Regions from separate parts of the Sus scrofa genome. Here region 1 is linked to region 2. A link is a contact called in public HiChIP or PLAC-seq data. All regions are on one chromosome and are shown on one strand. Each heading gives the region's core, a stretch centred on a gene start, on an enhancer-like site or on the middle of the called end of the contact. The rest is flanking DNA. Distances are from core to core; before and after follow the strand shown. Region 1 has its middle 14 kb from the start of NCF2. Region 2 overlaps NMNAT2 (nicotinamide/nicotinic acid mononucleotide adenylyltransferase 2).

What was found. HiChIP or PLAC-seq counts read pairs in DNA pulled down with a chosen protein or histone mark.
Region 1: an H3K27ac HiChIP or PLAC-seq map of skeletal muscle shows a contact between it and region 2, with 4 times the contacts expected there. The contact joins two enhancer-like sites. A contact is called at or near these places in 1 of 5 promoter capture datasets (liver), 19 of 47 Hi-C or Micro-C datasets (adipocytes, alveolar macrophages, embryonic fibroblasts and 12 more) and 2 of 2 datasets of contacts at active chromatin or transcription factors (alveolar macrophages and skeletal muscle).

The regions. Positions count from the first base shown.
Region 1 is chr9:124,817,761-124,824,800 of Sscrofa11.1, forward strand. No RefSeq gene overlaps it. Among named protein-coding and RNA genes, the nearest start is that of NCF2, 14 kb to the left of the region's middle. Within about 2 kb of position 5,396, at least 38 of the 83 cell types and tissues checked have an H3K27ac peak or open chromatin away from gene starts, as enhancers often do. A contact at or near this core is called in liver, omental adipose tissue and skeletal muscle, where this site is marked.
Region 2 is chr9:124,522,354-124,529,472 of Sscrofa11.1, forward strand. It overlaps NMNAT2 (nicotinamide/nicotinic acid mononucleotide adenylyltransferase 2), which reads right to left. Exons shown (of 14, transcript XM_021063806.1): 7 at 6,845-6,923; 8 at 3,241-3,367; 9 at 1,607-1,687; 10 at 482-526. Among named protein-coding and RNA genes, the nearest start is that of LAMC2, 98 kb to the left of the region's middle. Within about 2 kb of position 4,003, at least 38 of the 83 cell types and tissues checked have an H3K27ac peak or open chromatin away from gene starts, as enhancers often do. A contact at or near this core is called in liver, omental adipose tissue and skeletal muscle, where this site is marked.

The DNA.
Region 1 (7,040 bases), core at 4,146-6,645, 300 kb after region 2:
AAATCTGAGCCACATCTGTGACCTACACCACAGCTCACAGCAACTCCGGATCCTTAACCCACTGAGCAAAGCCAGGGATCGAACCTGCGTCCTCATGGATGTTAGATTCATTTCCACTGAGCCACAGTGGGAACTCCTCACAGTTATATCTGGACCTTCCTCCAGTTGGCTGTGGGTCTTACAGCCTCTCTCAGTTTTCTTGAATGGAAAATTGTGTTGTGGGGGATGAGTAATAATAATAATAATAATAATAATAATACAATCCAGAGCTTGGAGCACAATGCCTACTCGGTAAACAGAGGCTGTTATAATTCAGCTATTTAGAGTGAATTCGGGGAAGAAAGAGACGTCAGAATCTCCCCTCTGCCCAGCACCCCTCCCTTCCAACCCTCCTCCATTTGCCATGGCAGCTAGAAGTGAAGCCAGGCACAATATATAACAGGGTATGTGACCTGGGCCACCCCACGGAGCCCCAGGCTTCAAAGGTCCCCACGCTCGGTTGAATCCTCTGCCGTCACCAGCTCAAAGTGCTCGATGATTCTGAGCAAGAGGCCGCGTGTTCACTTTGCACAGGGCCCTGCCAACTCTGTAACCAGTCCTGTTCGTGATGTCGGCCCCACCTGGTCTCCGCCTCCTTAGCACCAGCCCTCCCCCACAGACCAGCTTCTTTTGCTCCCGGATGTGGCCGGATGGAGCCCATCCCCTTGGGATCTCTGCAGACGCTGAGACCTGGCAGCTCCTGCTGTGGCCTGGGGCCCCCTCTGCTGACACCTTCTGTCCAGTGCCCGTCTTTCACAGACTGCTCCACCCGTTCCTAGCATCCCTCTGGGGCAAGTCTTTGGGAGGGGCTCCACGTGGCCCTAGGTTTCCCAGGGAGCCAGGGTTTGGAGGTACCCCTTCCACGCCCTGAGTTTCATGGAAGCCCCTAAACCATTCTCAGCTCTCTCTCATCCTGTGTTTTCACCAAGAAACATTGTGAAGTCAGAAATCTTAGATTCAAGAATGTATACATATGTACGACAGGGTCAGGTTGCTGTACAGCAGAAACTGGCACAACGTTGTAAATCAACGATCCTTTAAAAATGTAATTAAAAAAAAAAAGAATGAAAGAAATCCTGGATTCAAAGCCTGGCTCTGCCTTGGACCACCTAAGCCAGCTTTCATAAGTCATGCCAGTTCTCCTAAGCCAGCTTTCATAAGTCATGCCAGTTCTCCAGAGCGTCAGTGCCCTCATCAGCAAAATGGTTATAAAAATGGTGCCTCCTTTGCTGGCCTGTCCTGAGACGGAAAGGAATGCTATGTGAAAGGGCCGCACGGCCACCAACGGGCAGTGGGTGCTTTGGGATTTCCAAATTTATGACAGAAGAATGAACAAATGGTCTTGTCGGCTTCGTGGGGTGCTAGTCCTCTGCTGTGACATTCCCACCCTCCCACTCCTGCTGCCTTGAGCAAAAGCCTCATGGCCAGCTGGGCCCTGCCCTTGCCAGCCTGGCCCTTGGACACTCAGTGCCCCCTCTGTCCCAGGTCCAGGCAGCTTTCTCTCGGTTTCTGGTTTTGCCTGCTCTCAGCTCTGTAGTTATTTCCTCCTTAGAATTCTAGCACCTGAAAGCTTTGCAGAATGCTTTGTTACACGGAGGTACAATTCAAGCCACAGAATTCATCACATTCTGTCAGTATCATTGAATGCTGTGAAAGTCCCCTTTGACACAAAAAGTGGATGTCCCATTTAGAATCTATCATAATTCCCCCTAAACAGAGTTTTTCATACCTCTTCTCTCCCTCTCCAGTTGTCTGCTTACAGGCTATAGGTAAGACATCTGTTTCTGGCAGCCATGGTCCTTCCAGATCCTTTCTTGCTTTCTCCTTCCATCCCTGTCCCCTGGGGCATAGAATCCTGGAAAGAAGGTTGGGGAATAAGGACTTCTGAAGCCTGGAGAAGTGGTCCTTACTTGGACAAGGAAACATCAAGAAGCAACTGTAGGAGTTTCCGTAGTGGCTCAGTGGAAAGGACTCTGACTAGCATCCATGAGGATGTAGGCTGGATCCCTGGCCTCGCTCAGTGGGTTAAGGATCCAGCGCTGCCATGAGCTGTGGTGTAGGTCACAGATGCAGCTTGGATCTGGTGTTGCTGTGGCTGTGGTGTAGGCCAGCAGCTGTAGATCCGATTGGACCCCTAGGCTGGGAACCTCCATATGCCCTGGGTGTGGCCTTAAAAAGCAAGAAAGCAAGGAAGGAAAGAAGGAGGGAGGGAGGGAAGGAAGAAGGAAAGAAGGAAAGAAGGAAAGAAAGGAAGAAAGAAAGAAAGAAAGAAAGAAAGAAAGAAAAAAGGAAGGAAGGAAGGAAGAAAAGAAAAAAGAAAAGCAGAGCAGGACCCGCCCAGCCCTTTCTAAGATGTCTTCTTCCCAGTGTGACTGCTTATTTGCCACTGTGAGTCCCCAAAGATGAGCTCAAGTCCATATTTGCAAGCTTCCCCTTGAGGATAATTATGCATCTAATTGCTGAAGTTGCAGAGGCTGAACCCTTTTCGGGGTAGGAGGGGCAACTAATGCTAATCCTGAGTCGCTGTCACTTTGTATTGAGCTCTCACTGTGCGCCAGCAAGGTTCAAGCACTTGTGCACAGGCTTCACTTGTGGCTACAAAACCCATTGATAGTAAAGGAAGCTGAGTCTTACTTAAGTAACTTGCTCAAGGTTACAGAGCTCATAAATTACCATGATTAAAATGCAGGTCTGTCTGACTCCAAGGGCAATGTGTGCTCAATAAAGAAGAGGGAAAGAGGAGTTCCCACTGTGGCCCAATGGGATCTGCAGCATCTCTGGAACTCTGGGACATGGGTTCCATCTCTGTCTGGCACAGTGAGTTAAGGACCTCAAGTTGCTGCAGCTGTGGTATAGGTCACAGCTGTGGCTCAGATCTAATCCCTGGTTGGGGAACTCCATATGCCTCTGGGTGGCAAAAGGAAAAAAAAAAAAAAAAAGAGGCAAAGAGAAATTGCCACTTCGGAAGCATCTCACCTATTCTGGATACAGTTTGGCAATGTTCTTCTTTGCCACAATCCAAAGGAGGTCAAAGATTTCCCCCCTAATTAACAAACAAACAACACAACAACTAAACCTTTTTTTTTCCCCAAGGAACGATGCTTTCCTGCTTAGGGGCAGGGCAGGATTTGACGATGGGAATTCCCCTCCTATCTTTCTTTCTTTCTTTCTTTACTTTTTTGTCTTTCTAGGGCTGTACCTGTGGCATATGGAGGTTCCCAGGCTAGGGGTCCAATCGGAGCTCTAACCAAAAATAGCCAGAAATGTAACAACTGTCTGGGAAATTTGGATTTGGAATCCCTGGCATAGCCCTGTGTTCTTCCTTCGTCAGCTGTGGTGCTTGTGCCTCGGGGAGCTGGCCCCGGGGCCCCAGTCTCCAGCATTTTCAGCTGAAAGAAACTGGCCCCACAGCCCCATCCGTCCCCTTTGCCATTGCCCTGGGCCGTACTTCTCTCATCCCATGGAGCCATAGGAGGGTCCAAAATTCTTCTCTGGCTCGGGCTAGGGCACCTTGACAGAGAGGCAGGCAGGGAGCAGATTGTCCCTGCAGGTGGGACCGAGGATCTGGTGACCTCTAGCTTTCCTGAGATGATGCGTGAAATGATGGACTGCTGAGGTCATCTGCCAAAGTCAAACTCTTAAACAATTAGATTTTCTTCTGCCTGGGGAAGAAGCAGGTGAATCCCTGCTCCCTGGGACTTTCATTTTAACTCTGGAAACATCTGTGTCATCTGCGAAGCTCCCACAAAGCTGTTTTCAGGCCTCAAGCAGAGATGTCTCAGACATCCGTTCACCCTGGATTCCGCTCCTAGCATCGCTATGGCAACCTGGGTACCAGCTGGAAGAACCAAAACTCAGCAGGGCCCTGCTTATCAGGTCTGAGGAAAAGCACTGAACAGGTGACAAACAGGAAGCGTCATTTTGCAGAGGGCTTTTTTTTTTTTTCTTTCAAGATGGAGTTTCGGGGAATAAAACAATTCAGTAGACCATGAATAAGTAGCTTTAAAAATCAGATGCTTTTGCTCAGTTCTGGGACAATGATTAACAAATTGGCTCTTGGTTCTGTTTTGAAGTCAAATGTTCATGTTTTAAATTTAGCAGCTCAAAGGCCAGCAAATTCACTTTCTTTTTGTTCAGGCAATAAAGTCACAATGCTGTCCCCGCGAACCAGCTGCTTTTTGAAATTACCTTGTGATCATTTTATTTTCAATTTTGTACTTGTTGTTTTAACTGAGAAAGGGAAATGGAATATTGAAATCCAAGATGGATATCAAGCTTAGGTAAGTCCTTAAATAATTACAAAGCCCCAATCCCCGTACTCTAGTGTCCTCTTAAGCAAGGGCTGGCTCAGGATTCTTGCCCTGGAGTTCCCTGGTGGCCTGATGGGTGGGGAAGCCAGTGTTGTCGCTGCCATGGCTGGGGTTGCTGACGTGGTGTGGGTGTGATTCCTGGCCCCGTGGAGGGATGGGGAGGGTGCACGGAGAGTGCGCAGCCAAAAACAAAAAAAAAAAAAAAGAGAGAGAGAGAGAGAGAAAGATGCTTGCCCTGAAAAACCCTACATGTGACTCTGGAGAGATAAGCTGAGCCAGAGTAAAACAATAGAGACAGGACCAATTCATATGAAAGTATACTCTACACCATTCCCAGAAGATGAAAATGGCTCCTGCTTAAGTTCTTCAAATTTTGAACAAATGTATTCAAATGAATTCTGCCTTCTTTCAGAATTAAAGTGTTTCAGCAGATTGGCTGTTCCAACCTGATGTTCGTACTCCATGAACCAAAGGGATTCCTTTTTCATTTTTGGCTGTCTTTCAGCCACCTGGCTTTCTGTAAGATTTTCTGTGCTTCTTATAATGTGTGAAGCTATGACACCTGTCTAGGCCTCCAGTGATTCTTCTGGGTCCAGGTTGCAAAATCTCGAGCCAGCACTTGATTGGTTATGATGACTGCTCTTGCTCCAGCAATGATTTCCCAACCGTTCAAGCACCCGCGGTGGGGCTTCTGCACTTTGGCTGATTACTCCATGCATCCGTTCACCATGAACCCCTTTGGGGAGATAAACCATAGCATCATAGGTTCATTTGTTCCTGTGAACTTGAAAAAGTCGATCCCTGAGTCCAGCTCTTAGAACTGAACCCCCCATTTCCTGAGTGAACACAGGGGACATTTCTGCTTCTTTTGGAGGCCAGGGTTAGGCTGGGGTGTGGGGAGGGGAGGGAGTGAAGGGGCCCAGGTGCCCAGGTGGTGGTCCAGGCTACAGAAGCCCTTCTTCATAGCATCTCTCTTTGCTTGACCTATAGCCACCCACAGGGAGCACTCGATGAACTGAAGCCTCTCTCCCTCAGCCGGTTCCTGGGTGTCCCCTGAGTCACATTCAGCAATGAGGAAGTGAAAAGCACTGTGAAATGAGCCTCATTGTCATGTGGCTCTCTTTTCCTAATTTGGTCTGGCAGGCCTGGGCACGGGGGCCTGGGAAACATCTTTCTTGGCAAGGGCAGAGGGGAAATCTAGTACCTTCTAATTTTCCCATTTGGTGTCTGAGCTGACATTCTGGATGAAAATCTCCAGAGGACAAGAGCTGAGCCCTAACTATCACCCCCCCCCCTTATCTGTCTTCATTAGGGCACCTACGTGATCTCTACGCTTGGAAAATTCCTCTTTGTGATAAGGGTGATACAGAACACGGGCCAAAGCATCCACTCCCCAACTCGTACTCTGGGGGCAAATAGTCACTTTCCCACTAAGAGAACTATGAAAAAAAAAAAAAAGTCTGTATTTTTCCAAGCTTTCTATTTTTAGTTCTCTTTTTCTGCTAGTGGCAGAAAATATAATCTTATTCAGTTCCAGGCATACTCAGTTTAAACCTCTTCAAGCTCCTGTACTCTGAAATTTCCAAACTTTTGCAGGGCTCTGTCATTTTCCCCCTTTGGAGCTAGCTGCTCCTGGGAGATGATGGCCCCTCTGTGCCCCTCCTCTGAGCCCCCATCCAACTGGCTTCTCTTCCTTTATCTCCTCGGGGCTGGGGAGCAGGGGAGGGGGTGTTGGAAAGGGGAAGGTGTCAGAGGGCAGAGGAGACTGGCTCGGCAAATATCCTCCATCCCTCTGCCCCACCTTCTAGGGTTACATAAGGACCATTGCTTTGCTTTTTTTTTTTTTTTTTTTGCATATGAAGGTTCCCAGGCTAGGGGTTGAATCAGAGTGTAGCCACTGGCCTACACCACAGCCACAGCAACACCAGATCCGAGTCATGCCTGAGACCTACACCACAGATTATGGCAATGCCGGATCCTTATTCCACTGAGCAAGGCCAGGGATTGAACCTGTCTCCTCATGGATACTAGTCAGATTCATTTCTGCTGAGCCATGATGGGAACTCCCATTATCAAATTTAAAAGCCAGCACCTCCTAGAGTAATGAAAATAAAAACAAAAATAAATACATGGGACCTAATTAAACTTAAAAGTTTTTGCACCCCAGAGAAAAACACAAACAAAATGAAAAGATAACCCACAAAATGGGAGAAAATATTTGCAAATGAAGCAACAGACAAGGGATTAATCTCCAAAATATACAAACAACTCATGAACTCAATGTCAAAAAAATAAACATCCCAATCAAAAAAATGAGCAGAAGACCTAAATAGATATTTCTCCAAAGAAGACATACAGAGTGCAAAAAAAAAAAAAAGATGTTCAACACCACTAATTATTAGAGAAATGCAAATCAAAACTGCTATAAGATACCACTTTACACTAGTCAGACTGGACATCATCAAAAAGTCTACAAACAATAAATCCTGGAGAGGTGTGGAGAAAAGGGAACCCTCCTACACTCAACAGGGATGTACACTGGTACAACCACTATGGAAAACAGTATGGAGGTCCCTCAAAAAACTAAAATAGAACTACCGTATGATCCAGCAATCCTGCTTCTGGGCATCTGTTTGGAGAAAACCCTAATTCGAAAAGACAAGGCACCCTAATGTACATTGCAACTACTAC
Region 2 (7,119 bases), core at 2,753-5,252:
GCTTCTTGGGGTTGCCCTTAACTTGGCTCACTTCCGTGGGTTCCGTGTAACCACCCTCCACCTGCTCTGTCTCCGGGGGTGGGGGTAGGCTATGGATGGCTTTCTGCCCCCCTCTCCTGCTCGTCCTCCACGCCCTGGAATCCCCTGGTTAGGAAGGCAGGCGAGCTCGTCCACTGCGGGCCCAGTGTTGTGGGCCGAAGAAGAGTCTCTCTGGCTGGCAGTGAACTCAGCTCCCATGTCTTTTGGATGATGGAGAAGTTCTGAAGGGAAAATTGCCAACGGATCCAGCCCTACCTCCTGGGAACCTGCCTGAATCCAGTTAGATGTCAAAGGGGAGATAACTAAGACTCTGATCTTGGCTGGGGAAGAACGATTGATTAGTCGTCCTTCCACGCAGGGCGTTCAAGCCTCTCCCCTCCCCCACTTTGCCCATGGTGGAGGTAGGTGGCTCCAAACGTCCCCCCTTCCCAGCCCTACTCACCGATCTCCTCGTACCGCATCACCGTGCCCAGATTGGCGTTCTCGTCTAGGGAGGAAAGGGGAAACGCAGAAGCATCAGGGAACCAACTTCCTGGCAGAGGGAGAACACGGGGTGGGGTGTGGGGTGGAAGTAGGGGCGTCTGAGTAGCATAAATGGGGAGCATGGTCCAGCTTAAAATGGAGGGGGGGCATCTCCTCAGGCGCTGGGGGGAGGCTTCACTTTCCTGGGACTTTCAGAATTCAACAGCCTGGCTGGGCAGCCAATGACAGACACACAGGTGCTCATGCTGAGCGCCTTCTGTTTCTTTCTGTATTCGGGGGAGGGTGGTCACAAGAGCAACGTTCTCAAACCTAGGGAGACAGCTCGTAGAGTCACAAGGAGGTGGCTCTCTCTTGGTTAGCATTACCTGGTTCAAAGCACGCTGAGACTTTTCACGTGGCAGAATGCAGAGCCTGGGGAAGACGCAAGACCCAGGCTTTGCCGTGTGCTCTAAGGGTGCACAGAACCACAGAGATGCCAGCTTGGCCCCCTGCCTCCCTGTCTCCTCAACATCCCTCTTAGTTCCTTTTCAAGGTTGGAAGCTGGAAATCTCAGGAAAGGCAGAAGACACCCCCCAAGAGTCAAATGAATGAGGGTTGGGCTTTCAGCTCTTCTGCTGGGTGGGATTTGGGGTTTGTATGGGAAAGAGCTCCAGAGACAGATGTTCTCAGATGCTCTCATCCATGTTGGGTCCTCAGGGTGCAGCAAAGGAAAGGGCTTGTGGGTTCTTAGCCTCTCAGCAGGAGTACTGACCCTGCCAGAGCTGGGAGGGCCCGGGGTGGGGGATGCTGGGCCCCTGAGACCTCTGTGGACACACTCTATAGAGGGGAGGACCAGCATAGCCCAGGAGAGGAGAGGAGTACAGGAAGTCTCCAGGTGCCCCGGGGCCAGGATGACTGTGCCTCTGGGCTCCCCTAACGGCTTGGCCCCGAGGTCCTGAACATCCTCTGTTTCCTCTCAACCATGGCTCTATAGATGCTTATCCCACAGCAGCAGGTGCTGGGGCCGGGAGCATCTGCTGAATGGATGAAGGGAGGAGGGAAAGAAAAGAGGCAGGATTGGTCAAGAAAGTCCTTGCATCCTTACCCACAAAGGTGAAGCGCTCCACCGGCGGGCGGACACAGCAGATCCGGCTTAGGCTCTCACCCACCTTTCCCAGGATCTTGGCTATGAGAGAGAGCAAGGGACAGAGGGGGAACCACTCACAACTCACACTCCCCTCAGCCCTGAGTTTGGGCCGCTGGAATCAATGTAGCTGCTCTGGAGGGGCGGGGGTTGGGGCGGGGGAGGCAGGAGGAGGACAGAGAGAAAGAACAGAAACCTGACAGCCCCAACTCCCTCTCCGCATCCACGGTCCAAGGCATAAGCATTCTGAGCCCTAGATGGGAATCTATTTTCTAATCGTGTTTATTACACTATTGAAAAATTGGAAAATATGGAAGGGGAACATATATATATAAAGGAAAATAAAAAGCACCCATTATTCCACGGCTAGAGATAATCACCACTAAAGCATTCACTTAGTATTTTTCTTCTATTTTTATTATATGTGTTATGCAGATTGGTCTATGTAACAAAAGTTGTAAATATGCTGTAGTGTATTTTCCATTTAATGGACATGTGCTCTGTTTGCACTTTTTTTTTTTTTTTTTTTTTTAAATACCGTGGGCTTTTTCTCAGCCACTCCCAACATGAAACACTAATGCCCAAATCCACGGAGACTCGGCCTGTGGCAAGGAACTCAGAATAATTTCTGCTGGGCGAAGGCCTTCTTTCCCATGCAGATGGTCTTTAGAATAATCAGACATCCTACTTTGGCTGAGGGGGATCTGGTTTTCAGTGATCTCTCTGGGCTCTAATCCAGAAATTTTTTCTCAGGCCCCACATAGAGCTGTATGCAAACTATGCAATTCTGGCTCTTCCTTATGAATTACCCTATTTATGACAGACTGATCACAAAACAGCTCATGGTCTCTAGGATTGAAAAGTAATACTAGGATCTGTCTCTTGCAAATTGGCCTAGAAGAAAATCCTAGAACATGGACCTTGGAATCAGACAGTTCTAAACATGAACTCTGGCTCTTCTACTCCTGAGCTGTGTGACCTTAAGCAAATCACTTACCTTCTCTGAAGCTGTTTTCCCTTTGTAAACAAGACTAGAGTATCTACATCACAGAAGTACTGCATTAAATGAAAACCCCTGTAAAGCACTGAGCACCGTGCAAGCATATAGTACTAGCTGTTGGCTAAGTGTTGGGGCGGTGCTGCTCTTTGTCACCAAAGGGATGGCTGAGGTGTGGGGCTCTGGCTACAGAGTGCCTGGGTTTGACTCCTGGCCCCGCTACATCCCTGCTCTGTGACCCTGGGCAAGATCCTCAACCCCTTGGAAAAGGCAGAGAAAACTCCCCCTTTGCAGCTTCGATCCCCGGTTAAGGCAACCACATTTACGTAAAATGCGCACCATCACCCCGTCTCTCTCTCTGTCTCTGTCCCTGTCTCTTTCACTGCGGCTCTTTCTCTCTGATGCTCTATATTAAGAGTTCCCAAAGTACAGTCCCTGGACCAGAGCATCAGCGTCACCTTTTTAAAAGCGCAAATTCTTTTCCTCCTAGCCCCACTGAATCAAATTCTGGGGTGGCATTTAGCGATCTGGATTTGAACAAGCCATCCAGGCAATTCTGAAGCTTGAGGACCACTGTTCTATAGCAACGTTTCCTTACCTGCCGTGGGCTTGGTGGGCACATTGCTGTTCTGGTAAATGGGCTGGGAGGTCTCATTCTGGGGCTGTCCGATGACAGGTGTCATGGAGGGTGTGTTAACATTGGAGAGGATGCAGCCAGTCACCCGCTAGGGGAAGAAGGGCAGAGTCGGTGACATTAGCCAAGTGACTTACGCAAGCGTTTCCCAGTTATTGCCAAATGCTCATCTGCTTGTCCACCATCGTGAGGTGTCCTGGAGCTGCGAAAGAGGACTGGGGTGGGTTCTAGACCCAGCTGTCCCATGACCACACGAGGCTGGCAGGAGGCAAGAGAGCTCAATGGGAAAAAGCACGGGATGTGTTGATGCACAGACTTGGGTTCGAGTTTGAGCTCTGCCCCCCTCTGGCTGTGTGACCTTGGATAGCTACTTAACTGCCCCTGAATCTCCATTCAGGAACCTGACACACAGAGGGAACAGAGCTGCCTTTCTGGGTTGCGGCAAGATTACCCAAGCGAACACACACCGAGTGCCTCTAGTGCATCCGGCATGTAGCAGGAACTTTGTACACGTTGTGACCTCCTGCGGATCATGCATACCTGCCCCTCCACCCCCCCTTGCTTCATGGGGCTCAAATGAGGTCATGTCTGCAAAAGGGCTGTACAAGCTTGGGAAAGGTCATACAAACACCAGGCGCTATCACCACCTGCCACCTCTCCAGGCCAGAGATGCCAATGGCAGGGCCAGGCCGGGAGTGGTGCCAGGCAGAGCAGGATGTGTTTGTGCTGCAGGAAGGGGGGGCGGGGTTCTGGGCACTCTTGCGCCTGCTCACAGTGTGAATGCACATTCCAGAGCCAAACGGAAATTCTATGTGTATTATCCATTGTCCCGTGTTATCTGGCCCGCTGCTTCTCTCTAGGGCCACAGAAAACACAGAACTGATAACGCAGCATTCTTCACAGCTGACCCAGAAGCAACCCCCGCCCCTTTGCCTGAGTGGGTGGGAGAGAGAAACAAAGGATGAATTTTCAATCTGTTTAGCTTCCCAGAGCCCTTGCTTATTCAAGGTCCCTTCCCTGAAAGCCAACCATCACCCTTTCCGCATTACTGAGTCTGGCTGCCAGAGGGTCCCCAAGTCCCAGGGCTGAGGTCACCCTCCAAGACATCTTCCACCCGCAATCCCGCAGCCAGAGCAGCGTGTGAGTCCTCCCAAGCCCTGGAAGGGCAGGCATTCCCTCTTGTGGGGTGACCTGTCACTGCTGCAGTATTCCTGACAGGAGATGGTCACGACAGCATCCGGCCACATCTGGGGGCCAGCTGAGGTCGGGGACCACGGGGGTCTTCTCAGCCGGCTTTGTGGGAGTCTCCGCCCAGCTGCAGCCAGTGGAGTGGAGGGGACAGTCTGCCCTTTTTTATTATGATTTCACCTCCAGGAAAGAAAATGCCACATGCCCATCAAATAACTGGTGTGGTAACTGAGGACTTTCTTCCTCCTGCAGCGTGTGCATCATTCGTCCCATTGGACCTGTTTGGTGCTGGAGGAGAACAGTGCTAGCCACCTGCTCCACTCTGCCCCCACGTGCTCCCATGTTCTCAAAAGCCTGTATCACCTATCCATCCCGCGTCTCTCTCCTCCCCCCCCAAGAGGTTTGCTTTCCACGCAGGAACACAGGCCTGACGCTGGGACTGGGGAGACAGGCAGCTCCAAGCTCCCACTCCAAAGTGCATCATGACTGACATTAGCTGCGGGTCTATGACCATGACCGCAACAGCTGCGGCCCCAGCCAAGCATCACTGGCCCAGACTCCTGCCTCTGGGCATGAGTAACAGAGGGAGGGTTCGAGAAGCCCAGACATCTAGACAGCAGAAACAGCAGCCAGGCTTCCTGGCTGGTATAGCCAGGGCTCAGGCCTGCCTGCGGGGCCCCTGGTTCCTCCCTTCCATCGTGCAGCCTGCAGCTCCTGGGTGAGCAGAAGGAGCGCTGGTCCCCAGCCGCGTCCCCAGCTGACATGTAGTGTGAGAAATTCACTCATGTGAAGCCACTGAGATGTGAAGGATGTTGGCCTATCTTAGCCTGTCCTGACCGATACATCCTTATACAGCAAGAGGAGAGGTCTTTGATCACTGCTGCTGTTCAGACCAGCCCAGAGGAGCAGGTCAGCGCCACTCTATGTCAGAGTCCTTTCCAGGGGGCCCAGGACAGACTCAGGATGTGTGTGAAGGGTTCTGAAAGCAGAAAGAAGGGGGATGGGATTTCTTCAATTCCACGGGGAAGGAACTTAACAGGTGAAGCCGCAGCCAGCCAGTCCTTTCTACTGCCCTTGCTCTTGACTTCCTGGGTGGCCTGGAGCCCCCAAGATCCAGCACTGTTGAAATAAAGCACTGTGCACAGCTGGTGGAGTGTGGGGGCTCTGGGGCTGCTGAGAGCCCTCCAAGGAGAAGATTCTGACAGGCCCTCTGACGGCAAACGCAGGTGGGAGGGAGGCGCTCCCTGTGTCCCGAAGATGCCATTTTGATCTCTGCCGGGGGCTGGGGAGGGCTCAGCATCAGGCTCAGCGGAGGGAGGAGGAGGGACTGCAGCCTGTCTCGGTGGGCGGGCTTTTCATCCTGTCTGGGTGGGAGTCGATGGGTTGGTATTGATCTGCGAAGGCTGCTTTCTGCACATGCGGCCGGTGCTGCTGGCTGGTGTGGAACCTGTGCTTACCAGCAACCAGCTCCTCTGTCACTGCCTCCTGCCGCCAGCCCGGGCACCCCTTGTGTGGACTAGGCAGTCACTGTGTCCTCAGAGACCCCAATTCACCTCTCGGTGCTTCCTCTTACCCACAGATAAAACGAGGCTGAGAACACCATCTGCCCGCAGACTCTTTTTTTTTTTTTTTTTTTTTGTCTTATTAGAGCCACACCCGCAGCATATGGAGATTCCCAGGCTAGGGGTCGAATCAGAGCAATCCATCCTCCTCACCTCTGCTGAGCCTGATGCTGAGCCCTCCCCAGCCACAGACAAAGATCAACATAGCTGCCGGCCCACACCACAGCCACAGCAACGCCGGATCTGAGCCGCATCTGCGACCTACACCACAGCTCATGGCAACGCTGGATCCTTCACCCACTGAGTGAGGCCAGGGACTGAACCCACAACCTCATGGTTCCAAGTCGGATTTGTTAACCACTGAGCCATGACGGGAACTCCCCTCGGGCTCTCGTGAGGAGGAATGTTCTCATGACGGCGATGCCCGTGGGTCAGGAGCACTCCAGTCCCAGCGTGCTAAGCTGCAGTGAGAGGACCGCTGGGTGCCCAAGATGTGCGGCAGGAGGACCTGGATGCTGGTTCCTCTGCCCAGCGCCCCCTCTCCTCCTGACTTTCTTTGTCTGGTCCTCCTTCTCTCCTCCCTTTCCAAAGTTTTCCAGCTGTGATCTTAAGCCCACCTCAAACTCACTGCCAGAAGATGAAAACTGTCCCCAGGTCACATCCAGGCAGGGAGCAGCCTCTGGTGCTGCTCTGGGTTCCTAAGTCACTGCCCTCCTGGGTGCTGCTCAGAGCCTGGCCTCCGCCACTAATGGCCAAGAAGCAGGAGACACCCTTTGCCTGGCCTGCCCGGCTTCTGTGGGCTGTTGGGCCCAGCTCACCTTCATGAGGTCCCGATGGTGTTCGAGAACGCTGCAGGTCGTCTGCCAGGTGTCCTGGTAGCACTCCCACGGGTCCACCCTGACAATCAGAAAGATGTTTCCCTTGGTTTCCATTCTCACACTCTATCCTTACGGACACAGCACTCAACAAGCTTAGCAGACCTGGTCATACCGTGGACTTAGATCTCGAATCGGATACAACATGGGCTCAGATCACCTTCCTGCCCCTCGGTTTCCCCTCTGCAAAATGAGAGGAGTATGACAGAGGGTCACGT